2 separate regions of the Mus musculus genome follow, and region 2 is linked to region 1. Evidence: chromatin contacts called from public promoter capture Hi-C data. All regions are on one chromosome and are shown on one strand. Each heading gives the region's core, a stretch centred on a gene start, on an enhancer-like site or on the middle of the called end of the contact. The rest is flanking DNA. Distances are from core to core; before and after follow the strand shown. Region 1 holds the start of Map7d3 (MAP7 domain containing 3). Region 2 holds the start of Arhgef6 (Rac/Cdc42 guanine nucleotide exchange factor (GEF) 6).

Region 1 (5,078 bases), core at 935-3,434:
AAGCAATGTGCCCTTCCCCCATGGAACTACACCTCCATGGAGCCAGTACCCCCAAGGCTCTATTCTGATGCATTATGAAGTTGCTGGGACAAGGACAGCCAATGTTTTTAAAAGTAAGGCAAATAAATATAAATTGTACCATATATATATATTCTGTCAACATGCAGGAAAGTGATAAGCAAACATTAGTAAGATGACATGTAAATTGGGGGAAAGAAAAAAATAAGATGATGTACATTAAGACGGATTATAGAGAATTACTGAACCGTGAATTCCATGGATGGTTGTATCTAAAATTACCCACAATCCTGAGCAAGGGCTTGGGGATCACTGTTTTTTCCTTTGTGCAAAAGGACAGCAAATCTATCCCTTGGTCATACCACATAAGTCTGGTTATAACTCTCAAAAAGACCCAACAGTTCAGGAAAGACAGTTCAAATAATTAAAGGACTGGAGGGATTGCCCTAGTGAGTGGGATTTGGGATGTTGGTTTGCATGGGGGGAGGGCTATCTGGGATTCATTTTAAGGGGTAAGCTTGAATGTGCCCCTGCAATTGCTGCCATAGAGATCTTACCATTGCAGAAAAGAAAAAAGAATTTGCTTTTAAGTCTTAGGGAGCTAACAGCTCAGATAAACTATGACCTAGTTAAAGACCTAGTCTCACTCCCTGTTTTACTACTGGTATTTTTGTGGCACACATTACTTCCGAATGGTATAATAGCATGCATTCTTTTGAATCGGTTCTCAAAGAATACATAGTTTTTAAATGTTTCCCTACTAGATAAACAGTTGATACCAGGAGAACAAATAGCTACTGAAAGGCTGGTGGGAAACTGCTGAAATCTTTGTGTCCAGCAGCCATTGTTAGGGGAGAGCACCCTTCCCAGCCCGACTGCACCATTCGAAATAGTAACAAAATATCAGGCTGCCTAATACCGCACACCTCCAAGCTGTGGAAGTGGCTCAAGACTTCTGAGTCTGGGATTCTGGCTGCTAGACTAACTTTAAAGTTTCTCCTGCTCTAAAACGCTGTTAATCTGGCTCTCAGTCTTAGTAGCTTTCCTTGCATTTATAGGTCCCAATCTTTGAGTAACGTGCTCTAAACTGAGAAACCATTTGTGAATTTAAACAAACGAGGGAAAAGCAACAAGTTAAGTCACACAGTTTTTAAAGCTCATCTGGCTGAATGGTTTTAATTTAAAACAGTTGTGTAGAAAATATAAAATGTGATTTGTTAAGATAAGAATAGTTCTTTAGTATTAGCATATTAAAATGCATAGAAAACCCACTAAATGAATATATGTACATCTAATTACAATGTAAAACTCCTTAAAGATTTTTATAGCAATCAAAATCATCTTATTCACAGGCATATCTGGGGAAAGTAGTCTTGTCCTTCTCGCACAATTTCCTGAATTAAATAGGTGCTGCCAAAATTGTTAAGATTAATACACCCCACCAACCTTTTCGTCTCCCCAGACAGAAAAAGTTTTGATTATAGGACCTGTTGAGAAAGTATTGCTAGGTGAGGATTCTCATTCAGCTCAGCCTAGGGATAAAGTCACGTGCCGTAGCAAAGTGAAATCTTTTCCCAACATTCTAAGCCCTAAGCGTCAGTTCTCCCCCCGCCCCCCGCGCGCCTGGATCTGAACCTGGAAAACGCCAACACCTTGGGATTCAGGGAAAACCCAAACTTTCCGATCCTGGCAGGGCCACCCTGAAGTGTGGATGTGCCCAGCACGGGCCAGCGCCCACCCATCCCTGAGCTTTCCCGCAGTTGCTGCGGTGTCACTGGTCCCCGACGCAGACAGGGCTAGAGTTAGGGTTTGGTAGCTCCCGCCCGCCCAGCAATGGTCTTTGGAATGTTGACAGCACTGCCCGATGGTTTCCCCTTCATGTCCTGGTTCTCTGATCTCTCTTGCCCCAGCCCTAAGGTGTTGAGAGAGATGAGGGGGATCATAGACCATGAGGGACCGAGGGGACTCTCCACGGAAAAGTTACTGAGCCACGCTACTTCTCTGGATCCTGGGGCTACATCAACCCCACTGCCTATGAGTGTCCCTGTCCCCCTGGGACTATGATCCATCTCACTCACCCAAGCGTTCGTGTAGCCCCCGGAAAGATGTGCTGCTACTGGTAGCAGCAAAAGTGGGGTCCGCCATCTTCAGAGAGTAGTTGAGAACCACTGGAGGTGGTTCTTGGGCGGCAAGGCGCAGGCGCCGCCTCTTCTTTGGCCTCTGCCGGGGCTGGGACCCCGGGGGGCGGGGCAGGGCGGGGCTCGGGTAGTCCCCGCACTTCCCATGAACCTTCAATATAGGTAGCATTAGCTCTCACATGCTTGTGGCTAAGCTGGCTGGAAAGCTATTAACTTTGTCTGAGGAAAGCCTTTCTTATATTGGCGGTTCTATTGTGATGCGTTCTGGGCTCCAGCCAATCAGCTGCCCACTTGGCCATTGACCGTTCTTTTCCTTTTATCGCCTCTACTTGATGAATGCTGCAACATTCCATAGTTCCCCATCCATAAGTTAACACCCATTTGCCAAGCATCTTCCTGTACTATGAGCGTTTATTACCTTTGAAGTATTACATGAAAAGCCCAGTTTGGGGGTAAAGGATGTGAGGGGTGAATAGATGATGTGTCACCTCTTTTTTTCGTGTATATGTTAACACATGGTTATGGGCAGGCAGTTATGGTTGAGGAAGGCCCAGGAGCCTCTTTATAGGATAAGCACTTGAATGAATTCTCTGAGTCTTCAAGTGATATTGGAACTGTAAACCGAAGAAGCTGATAGTGGTTACCCATCTTTTCCCTGTACCATGACACTTACCACTTACAGTAATACACAAACTTATTAGTCCCCTACTACCCTAGGAAGTATGTACCACTACTGTCCCAACTTACAGGCAAGGAAAGTAAAAATTAAAACCCTTTGTCTAGAGTCACCACAGTAAGTGACAGTATTGAAATATAGTCCCCAAGCTTCTCATTAGGGTACGCATGTACTTCATCTTAGATGAGGAAATTTCATTAGGTGAAGAAAGAGAAACGGGACCTGGAGTGATGGCTCATTGGATAAGAGTAAATCAAGCCCTCCAAGAGGACCTGAGTTTGATCCCCAGCACCCAAGTCAGATGGCTTACAACTGCACTCCAGGGTAACCCAGTGCCCACTTGCACTCAATCGCACCGCCCCCATACATACAATTTAAAAATAAAGATGAGGTGCTGGAGAGATAGCTCAGTGGTTAAGAGCACTGACTGCTCTTCCGAAGGTCCTGAGTTCAAATCCCAGCAACCATGTGGTGGCTCATAATCATCTGTAACGAAATCTGATGTTTTCTTCTGGGGTGTCTGAAGACAGCTACAGTGTACTTACATATAATAAATAAATAAATAAATCTTAAAAATAAAGATGAATCTTTTGAGAATAGAAAATAAATGTTATAACTTACAGTGCACAAACATGTGAAAGTACATCAAATGACCTTTAAATGTGGTCAAAAGGCATAAACAGGCCTCTTCGAAGGAAAGAAAATACAAATGGTCACTAAATGTTTACAACAACTGTTCAAAATGAAAGTTATCACAAAACAAGCTACCTCTCTAGATCTGGCACAAATGTAAGGACAGTAATTGAGGCGGACAAAATTAATTAGAGCCTCAAAGTCCTGCTTCTCAGCAAGTACAGTACAACATTTTGCACTAGCTCTGTGAGAGTAGCCATGATTATTCCTATAGCACACCTATGCTTAGGGCATTAGTACAGCACACACATGCACAAACATCACAGCCAGACAATCTGGCAAAACACATAAACATCTCTGTTGTTTCTTTTTTTTTTTTAAAGGTCAAGCCCAAATCTAGAAATGAAGGAACATTTAGACAAATATAGGCTTGCTTTAAAATGCCAGCATTATGAAGGACTGAACAATTAGAGGGTTACTTTAGATCACAAGAGGCTAAACAGAGCAAGTACAGGCTATAAACATTGCTGAAGACATGGATTTAAGAATAGCTTTCAGGCTGCACAGTGGTGGCACACGCCTTTAATCCCAGCACTTAGGAGGCAGATACAGGCTGAGCTCTTTGAGTTTGAGGCCAGCCTGGTCTACAGAGTGAGTTCCAGGACAGCCAGGTATACACAGAGAAACCCTGTCTCAAATAGTAGTAGTAGTAGTAGTAATAGTAATAGTAGTAGTGGTATTAATAATAAAGCTTTCAAGGGCTCAAAGCCTGGAGATACAACTTTGTGGTAGGGTTCTTGCCTAAAGTTCCTGAAGGCTCAGTTCCCAGCATTGAATACAAAAGGGCACTCAGAATGGAAACAATTGGGAAAATTTAACTATGAACTGCACAGTAAATAGCAGTGTAACAAGGTCAAATTTCTTAGTTGTGAAAATAATATTGTACCCATATAGAAAAGTGCCCTCTTTCTTCTTTCTTTCTTTCTTTCTTTCTTTCTTTCTTTCTTTCTTTCTTTCTTTCTTTCTTTCTTTCTTCCTTCCTTCCTTCCTTCCTTCCTTCCTTCCTTCCTTCCTTCCTTTCTTTCTTTCTTTCTTTCTTTCTTTCTTTCGTTTGTTTTTTTGAGACAGGGTTTCTCTGTGTAACCCTGGCTGTCCTGGAACTCACTTTGTAGACCAGGCTGGCCTCGAACTCAGAAATCCGCCTGCCTCTGCCTCCCAAGTGCTGGGATTAAAGGCATGCGCCACCACCGCCCAGCAAGTGCCCCCTTTCTTAAGAAAGAAATGTTGAAAGAATTTAGGGGTGACAATTTGATACCAGAAACATATTAGCAAGTATTTAGGGAAGAAAATCCACAATGACAAGGACTATAAAATGTAAAACAAAACAACATAAAAGCAACTCCTCCCCAAATCTCTATACAAATCTACACAGTTAATTTTCCCATTCTTTGAATTCTTCTATAGGTTTTCTTAGTTTCTTTCTTTCTTTAAAGAAAGATTTGCTTATTTCATTATTTTATGTTTAGGTCATTTGTGTGCATATATCTATGTACAACACCTGCATGTCTGGTGCCATAGCAGTTAGAAGAGGTCACTGGAGTTACAGATGGCTG
Region 2 (5,078 bases), core at 750-3,249, 520 kb after region 1:
GTGTACCACCATTTCCAGTCAATAGTTTTGCTTTGTTTAGTATTAGGTTCTGAAAGACACTACTGGGCATCATCAATCTCCACTGGAGATTCTCTAAAGGGTTCTCTACCTCTATTTACTCTGTGGCTACTGGCAGCGAAAATCAATCCTTACATTTGCGGACTTTTTAATTAAGAGAGCAGAAAATAATGGCAACATCAAAGGCAAGACAAGTAAGCTTACTTCCACTTGAAGAGTTGCACATCCTTTCAGGAAGTCATTGATGTTGTCGATGCAGTCGGCCTCAGTTTGGGGTTCCAGACAATACTAAGGAAAGAGTCAAATGTCACTTGGAGATTGCTAAGCCATGACAAACCATCATCATATTCTTTTGCTGATAACTAGACACAGTTGGCTTTGGAAGGCAGAGGGCAGCCCTGCTCTCCATCCAGGAAGAGAAGTAACCACTGAAGGAAGTGATGCAAATGCCTGAACGGTTGCTTTTTGTTTCAGAGGTCTCCAAGCCACTTCTACTTAAGGTTTTCTCATACCTTCTACTCGACTGTGGTGCTAGCAAATCGGAGAAACTAAGAGACACGGACACACGGACGGACACACACACACACATTGATGCAGTCGGCCTCAGTTTGAGGTGTGTGTGTGTGTGTGTGTGTGTGTGTGTTTGTGTGTCTGCGTATGTATATATAAATATATATCGTTTAGTCCTGCTTTTGCCTGAGGTTACTTTGATCACCTCCCTCTACTCCTCATGATAATTTGTTCATATTTCACTATGTCTAAGCATCACATTTTTTATTATGTCTCTCTGTATCTTATCAGTTTAATCACCATTTCTCACATTTGAAAAATTATAAGTAAATCTACTTGTTCCATAAACATAGAACTGATTCCAAAAGGCAAAAGACCCTTATTTAAGTTATGTGCACAATGACCTTAAGAAAAGAATCATAAGTACTCTATCTTTAATGACACAAAAGCACCTACTTTAGAAACTGTCCACTGTCATAACATGGGCTTCTAACCTCAAAACTCTTGAAGTTTTTTTAAAGCAAGGTTTAGTTTCACTTTGAATGCCCATTGCCTTCAATGCATAGAGTTGGTTTCTCTTTGGTTTTGGGGGAGTTTTAAGTAACATTGACACTTGTGAATAGACTTTTCTTCAATGAATCTTAAAACAAACAAACAAACAAGGAAGTCTCCATCATTTTTTTTAGGCAAACTTTCAAACACCAGAAAGATCTACAACAAAATTATTCCATTATCCCACAGACTCATGCTCAAAACATGTCTAAAGTGCACAGGGGAAGTTTAATGTGCATTTCCACAACCACAGCAAACTTGTACACAATAAGGTTGTCCTCCTATCCCTGATTGGCAGTCCTGTAGCCCAGCTTTAGTAAGGTAACATCAGGGGGTCAATTACTGAAGGATAATATTTCGTTTTCTGACTTTTTCAAAGTACAAGGACAGTAAATAAAAACGCCTAACTTTTAGAAAGATATTGAAGAAGGGGATTCCCATGACCCCGCAATAGAAAAATCTCAAGAATGATATTATTGCTGCTCTGTGGTGGAAAGTAATCCCAAAGACACAGCAAAATGACCTTACCTTCTCCACCGAGCCAGGCAGAAGTCTGTTTATGAGTTTGCACAACACTACCCCATTTTTCAGCGAGGACTTCAAGAACTCCTCTGGATCACAGACAGTCTTTTTGGGAGACTCTAGAACTCCCAAAGATATAAGCCATGTCACAAGGCGTTCTTCTGGATTCATGACTGAGGCTCTCGGACGCTCTGAACAGCTCTCGGGGCAGCTGTGAAGACTAAGCCACATCCGTGATTGCATCTGCTGCTGTCTTCCTTTTATGAGCGCTCTTCTGGTGCTTGCGGGGCAAAGGTTTAAGGCAACTTTTCTCTGACAACAGAGGAACGTGGGATTTCTAAACCACAGAGATCATACCTAAAGATATGGAAAGGAATGATAAGGAATGGACAAACTCCTGAGAGAACATCACTGGTTCTTTTTCGAAACTTGCAAAACAAACTCATTAGGTTTTTCTTTGGGGGGGTGGGGTGGGGGGAGGAACACGTACAACAGTGCAAGAAGCTGTAAGGAAAGGAAGTGAGGAGGATGCTGGGGAGGCAGAAAAGTCAGCAAGTGCTCGTGGAAACCGGAGTGAGCCAGCACTTTACAGAGCCTTGGAAATGAGACACGCATGGGGCAGACTGGGAAAACACTGTCAATACAGTCTAGTCTCAGTGAAAAATCTGGCTTCTGTCAGGAGGAGGATGCCAACTGGCTCTTAGGTCAGACAGATCTGAGCCTCGTGGGGAGCTGTGCTGGTAAAAGAGAGCTCAAACAAAGACTTAGGTGGACTGAAAAAATTCCTCCCAGAAATGGCCGGATGTCCTCAGACAATCTCACAGTGACAGTGTGTGTCACGATCATGCCTTCTTTACAAAACATGTGGAGCCGCATGGTGACAAACTTGCCAAGCAAAGGAAGATTGTCCCTGCTGTCAGCCATCGCTGCATTTAAGCAGAAGCTGGAAGAATGGCATTTTACGTTGTAGCCAAAAAAGCTATGTTTAGGGAAATAGGCTAAGGATAACATCTGACATCCTGTTTACTTGCATTCTTTAGCAATTCTTTTTCTGGACCTGGTTCCACTCCACAGTCCAGCTGCAGCACCCTTAGCAAAGGCTTAGACACAGTCACAGAAAATGAGGGAAATATGTTTGGAGACAGAGCACTTGAGAACAAAAGAGCACTTGTCTTCTCTGTCTACACTACAGACTGAAAGATTCACTTCTTGTCATCAACAAACACGATGCATTTAAAATAGTGATCTGCAAACCAGCCTCGCTCATGAATCCAGAGAGGTTTGTTATTGTCAAACACTTTTAGTACCAGGTAAAATAGTCATACTATAGAGAAATTTATGATAAGGCAGAGTTTAATTGTATAGCTCAATGTTGGCAAATGCAGGCCGTCAGCACCTCTCCACATGTATGTGAGGCATCCAGTTAATTATAGCTGTTTCCCGCTAAGTCTCACAATCCTGTTCTTGTTGTTCTCTGTCTCCCTGCTTTTTTTGATGGTGATAGTGATAGGGATAGTTTCTTGTAGCTGAGGCTGACTTTGAACTCCTGATTCTTCTGCCTCCTCCTCCCAGATGCGAGGATTAGAGGCATGCAAAATCAAATCCAGTTTACGGGGTGTTTGGGGTTGATCCTAGGATGTTGTACACACTAGACAGGCACTCTACCAACTGAGCTATAGCCCCAGGCCAATTGAATAATTTTAATATTTACAGGCTATTTCATTACAATCATGCACAGTCTAGATCAGTGGGTCTCAACCCCTTTGGATATTAGAGGACCTTTTTAGAAAGATCACATACCATATATTTCAGAAGTCATATGTTTGTATTATGATTCATAACAGTAGCAAAATTACACTAATGAAATAGTAACAAAATAATTTTATGGTGTATGTGGGATGGGGGTTCACTTCCCTAATCCAGGAGCTATCCCTAATTAATAACCACTCAGAAATGAAAACTTAATTTTCTCCAAGAGAATATCATGGACTATACAAACCACTCTTATTATAAGGACAGGCAGGCCCTGTTCCCAGCAGTAGCTAGGCAACTCAAAATGAACTCAATGGCAACTTTGGACGTTCTTTGTCTCATAATACTTTGTCAAGGTATGGTTTTGTTTTTACTTTATTCTTTTTTAAATCACATAGGTCCATAGGTCCTTTGTATTTATATTGTGGCTTCTGGCTCTGTGTTTTCCCGTGTGTGTGTGTGTGTGTGTGTGTGTGTGTGTGTATGTGTGTGTGTGTGTGTGTGTGTGTGTGTGTGTGTGTGTACAGGTGTCATTGCATCTATCTGTGTTGTTTGTGCTTTTTCTTTGGCTCTTTTTCTTCTGTTTGCTTGTTTTAATGCATTTTGACTTGTTTGTTTTTGTCTTATTTTATTATTACTAAGATGTCTGCATGTTTTCTAAGCAGACAGAAATGTTGTGGATCTGGATGGAAGGGGAGGGAGGGAGGTCCATGGGGGTGTTGGGGAGGGAAATACTGTAAATAGAATAGATTGTATAAAAAGCTATTGTCAATAAATGAAATTTTGAAAGAAAAAATGCGCCCTTTCACCTCCTTTTGTTTTTCCTTATCTCCACATCATAGGCAACTGCTCATCTGTTCTCAACCCATTTATGCTAGCCTGTATTTTCAAGGATCTTGCATAAAGGGAATATACAGCATGGTGCTATTACTGGTGGTCACAATCTGGACCCGGTTTTTCCAGATTCTTGGTTTCTCAATCAAAGAACCGAAATAAGGGCTCCCATATATTTTGAAAGTAGCAAGGAGACTTTAATCAAGGTGAAGCCACAGTCCGGATCAAAGTAAGCACACTATCAAGATTGATAGCAGCCACATGAGTGAAGGCACTCAAGGGCTCAACATTATCAAAGTGGTGCTAAAGAGAGTAACATATCTCTACTGTTTAAAGCAGGTCTATGTGCAGCCTAAGGCAGATGGATGTGGGGGTCGCAGGTTGTCAACATGTTGCTAGGTGCATTATTAGCAAAGGAGGGACTTGCACACAACCCAAGCCAATTAGAGTCTCCTGTTTCTAAGCTATTTCTACGCTCACCCGTCTCAGTACTTTGTTTTCTGTGTTTTAACACCAACATTTTGAGATTCGGTGATGTAGTTGGGTTTATCCATAGTTGTATAAAATGATGAATTTACCTCTGTGGTTTTGGCTTGTTGTACTTATAAGTAAAATAAATATAGTTGAGCAAAATTTTAATTGGATTTGAGCCATGGCCAAATCTATGTAATAGAAATAAACAGAATGCAATTGTTGATACATTTACTTCCTCAGTGTGACCTATTTCAACACAATTTTATGTCATTTGGACAGCACCACAATTGCTCAGGCAAATTTTACTCCACAGGCAAACAAAGGCTGGCAGTATTATTGGGCTACTGCATATATTTTATGAGGACCAGTTAGGTCTGAATCACTTTAGGAATCTAGTTTAACCCAAACTAGGGTCA

Evidence for each region. Promoter capture Hi-C pulls out the DNA fragments that hold promoters and counts their contacts.
Region 2: a promoter capture Hi-C map of the C10 cell line shows a contact between it and region 1. The contact joins the promoter of Arhgef6 here to the promoter of Map7d3 in region 1. A contact is called at or near these places in 4 of 39 promoter capture datasets (the C10 cell line, cranial neural crest, hippocampal neurons and 1 more).

Annotation. Positions count from the first base shown.
Region 1 is chrX:56,820,141-56,825,218 of GRCm38.p6, forward strand. It overlaps Map7d3 (MAP7 domain containing 3), which reads right to left and starts at 2,185. Exons shown (of 16, transcript NM_177293.3): 1 at 2,097-2,185. The coding sequence starts at 2,163.
Region 2 is chrX:57,336,730-57,341,807 of GRCm38.p6, forward strand. Arhgef6 (Rac/Cdc42 guanine nucleotide exchange factor (GEF) 6) reads right to left here and starts at 2,000. Exons shown (of 22, transcript NM_152801.2): 1 at 1,609-2,000; 2 at 223-306. The coding sequence starts at 1,845.